Linked DNA regions of Pan troglodytes: all the other regions are linked to region 1. Evidence: chromatin contacts called from public Hi-C data. All regions are on one chromosome and are shown on one strand. Each heading gives the region's core, a stretch centred on a gene start, on an enhancer-like site or on the middle of the called end of the contact. The rest is flanking DNA. Distances are from core to core; before and after follow the strand shown. Region 1 holds the start of RIPK1 (receptor interacting serine/threonine kinase 1). Region 2 holds the start of SERPINB1 (serpin family B member 1). Region 3 holds the start of PSMG4 (proteasome assembly chaperone 4).

What was found. Hi-C and Micro-C count contacts between places; a contact is called where the count stands out from the background.
Region 2: a contact with region 1 is called in a Hi-C map of induced pluripotent stem cells, with 2.3 times the contacts expected there. The contact joins the promoter of SERPINB1 here to the promoter of RIPK1 in region 1. A contact is called at or near these places in 2 of 7 Hi-C or Micro-C datasets (induced pluripotent stem cells and stem cell-derived neural progenitor cells) and 1 of 1 datasets of contacts at active chromatin or transcription factors (stem cell-derived excitatory neurons).
Region 3: a contact with region 1 is called in a Hi-C map of stem cell-derived neural progenitor cells, with 2.2 times the contacts expected there. The contact joins the promoter of PSMG4 here to the promoter of RIPK1 in region 1. A contact is called at or near these places in 1 of 7 Hi-C or Micro-C datasets (stem cell-derived neural progenitor cells) and 1 of 1 datasets of contacts at active chromatin or transcription factors (stem cell-derived excitatory neurons).

What each region holds. Positions count from the first base shown.
Region 1 is chr5:9,014,014-9,016,766 of NHGRI_mPanTro3-v2.0_pri, reverse strand. It overlaps RIPK1 (receptor interacting serine/threonine kinase 1), which reads right to left and starts at 1,402. Exons shown (of 11, transcript XM_016954825.4): 1 at 1,164-1,402.
Region 2 is chr5:8,786,586-8,789,338 of NHGRI_mPanTro3-v2.0_pri, reverse strand. It overlaps SERPINB1 (serpin family B member 1), which reads left to right and starts at 1,360. Exons shown (of 7, transcript XM_003311015.7): 1 at 1,360-1,603.
Region 3 is chr5:9,210,752-9,213,504 of NHGRI_mPanTro3-v2.0_pri, reverse strand. It overlaps PSMG4 (proteasome assembly chaperone 4), which reads right to left and starts at 1,359. Exons shown (of 4, transcript XM_518211.8): 1 at 1,071-1,359. The coding sequence starts at 1,244.

The sequences.
Region 1 (2,753 bases), core at 153-2,652:
TCACTGCAAGCTCCGCCTCCCGGGTTCACGCCATTCTCCTGCCTCAGCCTCCTGAGTAGCTGGAACTACAGGCGCCCGCCACTACGCCCGGCTAATTTTTTGTATTCTTTTTTTTTTTTTTTTTTTTTTTTTTTTTTTTTTTTTTAGTAGAGACGGGGTTTCATCATGTTAGCCAGGATGGTCTCCATCTCCTGACCTCGTGATCCGCCCGCCTCGGCCTCCCAGAGTGCTGGGATTACAGGCGTGAGCCACCGCGCCCGACCAGAAAGCGGTGTCTTAATCCTCTTGTCCTTCCTCCTAAATCTCCTGGGGCCCTTAGGATCCGCTCAAAGCCACCTCGTTAAAACGGTTTCTTCTCCACCTGCCCCTCCCTTGATCCAGCCTCACTGAGGTCACAGCCTCCACCTCTGGCCATCCTGAACCCCTCCCAAAGTCACCTCTTCGCAAACTCCTGGTCCCCCTTAGAAGGCCCCACGTCCATCACGGGATTAATTCCACTCACCCTCAAACACCGCGGCCCGGAGGCTCTGATTCCCACCCTAGAGGAGGTTCTCTTGACCCCGCCGGCGCGACCCTCCCCAGCACGACCCTTCCTCCCGAAGGTGATTCGTCATCTTGCTGGCGGGCCCCACAGACCGCAGGCTCTGCAGGCGAGGGCTGAGCCTGGCTCCGCGGATTCTCAGTCCCTGGAGGAGTGCTCCGGGGAAGGAAGGGCCCCATCCGTTTCGCTGAGTTACTGAAAGAATTAGAATGGGTAAGAGTGCTCGGATTTGGAACTGGAGACTAGTGACTTTGAAAGACAGAGAAGAACCAGGACAGACGTCATCCTGCGGATCCCAGAGCAGAGAGGAGCAGTGAGAACACAGGGCCGGCAGGTGGGGAGGAGGCCGCAGGGGAGGGCTTCGGCCAGGGAAGGGCAGCGAGGAGGCGCCGGGGAGGGCGGCGTCCGCGCTGGCTGGGAGCTGCGGAGGCGGAAACCGGCTGCGCGCTGCAGGGGACCCGCCAGAGACCGTTGCTGACCCCGCCGAGACACCACCGCCTCCCCGGGGCTCTTGGCTGAGCGACCTCTCCTGTCTTCAGGTCCCATCTTTCGGTGGCAGCCGGTGGACCTGAAGCTCGCCACTCCCGTCCCCTACCCCGGCCGTGCGCGGGGACGCCCTCACCTGCCACCTTGTCTCCGTGTCGCGCTCCGAGCCTGGACGCCGATCCCCGAGGCGCAGGACCCGGCCGTGCTGCTGCCCTCGCCGCGGACTCCCACTCGGCCCCGGCGGGCACCGCCTTTTATATAGTAGCTTGTGGCGCCACGGAGCTTTTCCCACACTTGACGAGCAGTCTAACTGGGGCTCCGCCTGCCGGGACTAGCCGGGGAGGCGCGCGCGTTCGCGCGGCGGCGGAGGGCAGGGCTAGGCGCAGAGGCAGATCGGTCTACCCCCAGTCCGCCCCGCCCAGGGCGATGTCCGCGAATGCTCCCGCCAGCCTGAGGCTAGCCAGGTTCCCAAGGCGCGCGCTCGGCCTCACCCACCCCCAGCGCCAGGGCCTCTTCAGGACCGGGTTCAGAACCTGACATCCCAGAGAAGTAGGTTGGAAGCCTGCGGCGTCCAGGGCCTCCGCGCGAAGAAACAAGCCGTCTGCGGGAAAGGAGACAGAGCCTGGAACCCTGGGCTTTTCTACGTAAGGAAGCGAAGGTCGGGTGACAGCCAAGCTCCATGTTCCAATGGGAAGGCCCCATGGGTCTGTGTTCCACGCCTCTTGTCATGAATATGGGGGATTCACTTAGAACCAAAGCATTTGTTCCAGGTCCCACCACTAACTAGTACTAGTCCTGGGCCCAGAACCAGGCGTCCTCACTCCTAGTACCCAAGCCCTTCTCTAGCCACAGGTGTTTGGGCTGCGGTGTGGTGTAAGCAGCCCCATTTTCCCGCAAAGTGATGGGAAGAGACACTGAGTCACACGGGCTCAGGACACTCCTTGTGTCCTCTATCAGGGGGTCCAGAGGCAGGGACTCGGGGGAGTTGATGCGGCAGTTCGTGATGTCATCAGATATCCCCCCATCCCCTTCCATCTCAGGCTGGACTCAATTGGAAGCATTTCATGTTGGCACGGTGACGTCCAGAGGAAGGGAACAGACAAATGGCTCTCTCTGGAGCACGGAGCGTCGCCCAGAAGCCGTGCCCTCCTGTTTCAAATTGACCAGAATTAGAGCTTTCTCCTGAGGGCCTGAATTAGGGAGAAGCAAGCCAGGTGCCTAAGGCACAAAATTTCAGGAGGGCCACACGCATAGGTGCCAACCCTGCATTTGCGCGGCCCTGAGAATCAGAGCCTCCTTCAATTTGACACCCTAGGTGCCTAGCTTGTTCTTATTAAGGTTGGGTACGGTGGCTCACGCCTGTAATCCCAGCATTTTGGAAGGCCGAGGCAGGCAGATCACGAGGTCAGGAGCTCCAGACTAGCCTGGCCAACATGGTGAAACCTCGTCTCTACTAAAAATACAAAAATTAGCCCGGCGTGGTGGTGCACGCCTGTAGACCCGGCTACTCAGGAGGCTGAGGCAGGAGAATCGCTTGAACCTGGAGGCGAAAGTTGCCATGAGCCGAGATTGCACCACTGCACTCCATCCTGAGCGACAGGCGAGACTCCGTCTCAAAAAAATAAAAATAAAAATAAATAAATTAATAAATAATATATAAATAAAATAACACCTTTAGTAAAATACAATTCACATACCATAATGTTCATCCTTTTAAAGCATGCAA
Region 2 (2,753 bases), core at 111-2,610, 230 kb after region 1:
CTCTGCCCCCCCACCCCCCACATTCTGGTGCAGCACTCTTTGGCCACCATCCCAGGTGTGGCTTATGCAGGCCCTTGTCAGGCCACCCTTCCTGTAAGCCTTGGCAGAGTCCACGTGATGCTAACTCTGCAGGTGCACAGAGTGCACGAACTGTGGAGACACAGCCACCTCCACCTAGATTTTGAAGGATGTGTTGGGGACCCTGGGGGCCCAGTCTGAGAATTGTCACTGAGGTGAGGCTGCTGCAGAAAACCCTCACTAGGGCAATGTTTAGTCGAGCAGTGGGATTGGGGCCACTGCAGAGAGCCCCAACTAGAGTAATATCTAGTGGAGCTGTGGGAACAGGGCTGTCCCTGAGAACCCAGAACTGTCCAGCCACCAGCATGCAAGTCTATCCTGGGAGAGCCTAGACCTCAACCTGTGAGAGCTGCTGCATGTGTTGCACCTGGCAAATCCATGGGAGTGGATCCCCTGGACCCTAGGGGACCCAGTCCCCACCCCCATGTGCTCGGAATGGGGGACACAGCATCAAAGAAGATTATTCTGAAGCCCCAAGATTTAATGCTGTTTGCCTTGTTGGGTTTGGACTTACTTGGGACCAGATACTCCTTTCTTCTTGCCTGCTTCTCCCTTTGGGAATGGGAATGTACGTCCTATGCCTGTCTCACCACTGTATTTTGAAGGCCTGTAACCTATTTGATTTCACGGGCTCATAGCTGGAGGGGAATTTCACTTAGGATGAATTGTACTTTGAATCTTATGCCTTTCTAATTTAGAAGATATTTAGGTGACACTTTGGACTTACATTTTAAAGTTGATACTGGAACTTTGGAGGCCACTGGGATACAATGCATGCATTTTGCATGTGAGAGGGGTATGAATTTGGAGGGCCGGGGCAGAATGCTATGCTTTGAATGTCTGTGTTCCCTGCAAAATTCATGCTGAAACAATCCTCAATGCAATACTAACAGGTGGTGCCTTTAGGAGGTGATTGGATTATGAGGGCACCTTCCTCATGAATGGGATTGGCCCCTTATACGAGAGACTTCACATGAGATTTGGCCCCTTTTGCCCTTCCACTTTCCACCATTGAGGACGCAGCAGCAAGCTGTCATCTTGGAAACACAGAGCAGGTGTTTGGAACTGGTTCTGTTTCATCTGATTCTGGGGGGCCCCTCTTTTTCCCTGTGCAAGATCCCCAAATTTGCTTCCTTCTCTCAAAGAAAGCTCCCAATATAGATGGGACTCAAAGGGAGTCATTTGCCCTCTAAGAGGTGTCACAATATGTCGTCTCAGTCATTCACACCTTAGTAAGAAAAAGCTTTTCAGGTCCTTGCCAGAGATTCGGGGAAAGGCTTTGAACTGAGAAAGGCGCCGCTCCCCTGAGGAGGGCGCTGCCCGGAAGCCACGCTCACTTCTGCTTGCACTTAGGCAACCTCGGGAGCTCGGACTCCTACGCAGTCACCGGGAAGGGCCGCCGCCCCGCCCGCGGCTGCTGGCCCGGGTGACACTTCCGCATGCTATAAGAGCAGCGGCCCTTGGTGCCTCCTTCCTGACCTCGCACCCAGCTCGGAGCCCGGAGCGTGCCTCGGCGGCCTATCGGGTAAGGCCGGGCCTCGGAGCGGTGGCGCGGGGGCGGGCTGCGGGGAGAGGCCAGGCTCCCTCGCTCAGCTTCCAGCCCAGCACCCACCACCCCCCAGGCTCAGGCCCATCAGACCCGCAGCTCCCTGCGCTCCGCCTCCCCGCCAGCTTCGCGCCCCCATCCCTTCCGGGCGCCCCGTCTGAGACAGAAGACCTCTGATCCCCCGCCCCCGCCTGGGTACAGGCCGGGCCAGCCTGCGAGGGAGGGAGGGAGGGAGGGAGGGAGGAAGGACGACAGATGCAGGCGGAAGGCAAGACTGAAACCTGAGATCAGAATGTTGTCCCTTCTCCCTGAATTCCCTTCCCCCCAGAGCTGTTTGTGACAGTTTCCAGGCAGCCCAGGGCCAAGCCGCGGCTCCTATCTGCAGCTGCAGGGAGAGAGAGGAGGAACCCCGTGCGATTCTAGAGACGATTTCACGACAAGGAGAAATCAGCTCTGTGCTTACATGCCGAGCAGCCAGCACAGTTCTTCTTTGCCTGTCCTCGGGGGAAATCAGGGCTCTGAGAGTGGAGATCGAGATGGGCTAGTGGGTGGCGGATGGGACGCTGCACCGCCAGACCCTGGACTGTGGTGGGTTTCCAAACTGGCACATCCTACACCGGCTCTGAGACTGTGGGCACTGGACCTCATACCTTTTGAACCTCAAAAATAAGGAAGAATTATATTATTATAATAATTACAGTGATACCTTTGCTGGAGTTTTAATGCATAGTAGGTAGCTGAGTCTCTGATAGAAGGCTCTTAGTTCAGGTGAAGGTAGGCAATGGATTCATTGCCCAATGAATCAGAGACTTGAATCAAAGGCTCAGAAGCACGTGCGCTCCCACACATAGGTTGGGAGGACCCAGGGCTGGGTGGATCCTCCCACCCCGCTAAAGCTGGGGTGGCTGGGGCCTGCCTGACCCCCACCCCACCCCCAGACTCACCTGTCTGCAAGGTCAGAGCCCTTTAGGGCACCCTGGGTGCCCTAAAATCCCCTGTAACTGCGGAGTCCTTGGCCAGAATAGTTCCACATTTGTGGGCCTGGGAAAGTGTTCTTGCCCTGCTGGAATAAAAAAGCGGGGAGAAAGTACAAGATCCAGGATGCCTCAGGGCGGTTGGCAGAAATTGA
Region 3 (2,753 bases), core at 110-2,609, 200 kb before region 1:
GTTATACTGGAGTAGGGTGGGCCCTTAATCCAACATTACTGATGTCCTTATGAGAAAAGAGTCGGGCTCACTGAGGAAGGAGGATCATCACTTGAGGCCAGGAGTTCAAGAACAGCCTGGGCAAAATAGTGAGACCCCCATCTCTACCAAAAAAAAAACAATTAGCCAGGTATGGTGGCACATGTCTGTAGTCCTAGCTACTCGGGAGGCTGAGGAAGGAGGATCACTTAAGCCCAGGAGTTTGAGGTGACAGTGAGCTATAATAATGACACTGTACCCCAGCCTGGGTGACAGTAAGAGACCTTGTCTACAGATCTTTGAGAATAAACTCTGTTGTTTTAAGCCACGCGGTCTGTGGCACTTTCTTACAGCAGCCTCAGGAAACCAGGGGAAACCAGGCGGCGACGCGCAAAGCCGGAAAGGCGGGAGAGGAGGGGAAATGATAATGTCCCAGGCTTGGCCCAGCGCGGCAGGGTGAAGGTGAGGGCGGCTTGGGTTTTGTCTGCTTTGACTGGCGGCAGTGCCTAGGGACTCAGCACGTGGAGTGTGAAGAAAGAGGAATCAAAGACAACTGCGAGGCTCTGAACGCACAGCCAGGAAGATGGAGCTGCCATCACAGCGCCAGTCAGGCGGAGGAGGGAGCAGGTTGGGAGAAGAGAGCCTGATGTGTGCCTAGTGCGAAATGCCTGAGACATCCAGTGGAGACGCAGGAGTCCCCAAAAAATTATCAGTGTGCTCAAAATCCAGATGGCAGGAGAGCTACGAGGTAGACGCGTCCCCCAGCGCGCGTGTGGCGAGGACAGACCCAAGACATTCTGACCTACAAAGACCAGTGCGGGACGCAGCTGCGGGGCGGCGGGACAAGGAGAGGGGCTCGGGGCCCGCGCGCAGCTCCCGAGGTGGTGCAGGCCCTGGCGCCCGCGGGCTTCCTAAGACATCCCACGGGTGGGCTTCGGGGGAGTAGGGCGCCCTGTAGACCCAAGAGAAGCCTGGGGGGCTGCAGCTCGCGCAGGCCCGGCGCCCCCACGCCCCCGCCCCGCCGCCCGCCCCCTCGGCCGCCAGGCACTCACGTAGCGGCTGCACATGGCCACGGCGAGGTTGCGCAGGTGCGGCGTGGCCCCCACCCACAGGAACAGCGAGTCCGTCAGCCGCATGACGTGGAAGTGGACCAGCTGCTCCCACAGCCTCGCGCTGAAGTTGTGCAGGGAGACGTCCCCGCCGGCGGCGACAACCAGCCCCTCCATGCCGCCCCACGGCTCCCGGCCCACAGCGCCAGACCCGGGTCCTCGCCGCTGCCAGCCCCGCCAGACCCGATGGAGCGAGCACCGAGAGACCGAGCGCGCTTTCGCTTTCGGCCCCGAAAAGGCGGGGGTGAGGGGCGTGGTCGGGGAGGGGCGATCCCGGGCTTGGGTTGGGGGCGTGGTCGAGGCGGGGCGGCTGCCGGCCCTGGGTGGAGTAGGCGTCCCTGGTTGTCTTGCTGGCCTCTCCCGCACACCAGTACCTCTCTGGACGGGCTGGGGAAACCCACTTTAGTAGCAGAGTGCGACAGTGACCTCTAGGAGCCCACGGGCGCCCAGCAGAACTCGCCCTCGCTTTGTTTCCCCCCACCCCCTAACTGTTACTGACGCGGGGCATTCAAGGGCTGAAGCCAGCCGCACCGTCCTCCCAGGCCGTGACACTTCGCCCTACAGACATTAAGTTAATTAAAAATTTAAAAAGACTAATTTTTAATTAGTTCTTTAAGCACTCTGAGAACGGCCACCTCCCGTCCCACCTCCTCCTCCTAGCAGCCCTTTAACTCCAAGGAGGCTTCGACGGTACCCAGCCCTAATTAAGAATGGCAATGGTATTGGGGGAAAGCCTTTAGAAAGGAAAATTGTGTCAACTAAGTTGGCAGGAGGATGGGCAGGCACCCTTTTGGACGCCGAGTCCCGAGCTGCAGTCATGTACATGGCCCCGGGCTACCCCCTTAACCTCTCTGAGACTCAGTTTCCTCATCTGCAAAATGCAAATAAGAACAGGTGCCTTTCCGAGACGTGGAAAGGATCTCAAGAGAGATTAATGGGAAGCACCAACAATCATCCCATTGTCATACCTATGGAGAGACCCCTTGAACACTTCAGGACGTTACAGAGTTGAAAAGAGGAAGCCTTCGATGGGTTAAGAGAGAAGGTGGTAAAAGAAAACAGCCCATTTTGTCAGATTCTGTTACAACTGACTAATTTAGAGATTTAACTTGAAACTATAAAAGGTCTGCTTTTAAAATCCCTAATAGATCTAAGTTGACTAAATTGAAATTTAAGAGGGCATTTTCCATAGTTCTATTTGCTAATTATCGATGATTCAATAATACAGTTAATTTTCAGGTCAATATTTTAACAGCTTTATTAAAATGTGATTAACATACAATAACTGCACGTATATAGTGTACAAATTGAAGTCTTGACACGTTATAGCCAGTGAAATCATCATCACAATCCACAAAGTGAACGCGTCCAGTACTCCCTCCTGCCCTCAGTAATGACTCCTGCCCCCAACCACTGATCTGCTTCCGGCCACACAGATTAGTCTGCATTTTCCAGAGTTTTGTATCAGTGGAATCACACAGTATGTACTGTTTTTTGTCCAGCTTCTTTCCTTCATCATAATTATCTTGGGTTCATCTGCTTGTGTGTCAATGGCTTGTGTCTTTGTATTACTAAGCAGTGTTCTATTGTATGGCTACACCATAATTGTTTTATCCCTTTACATTG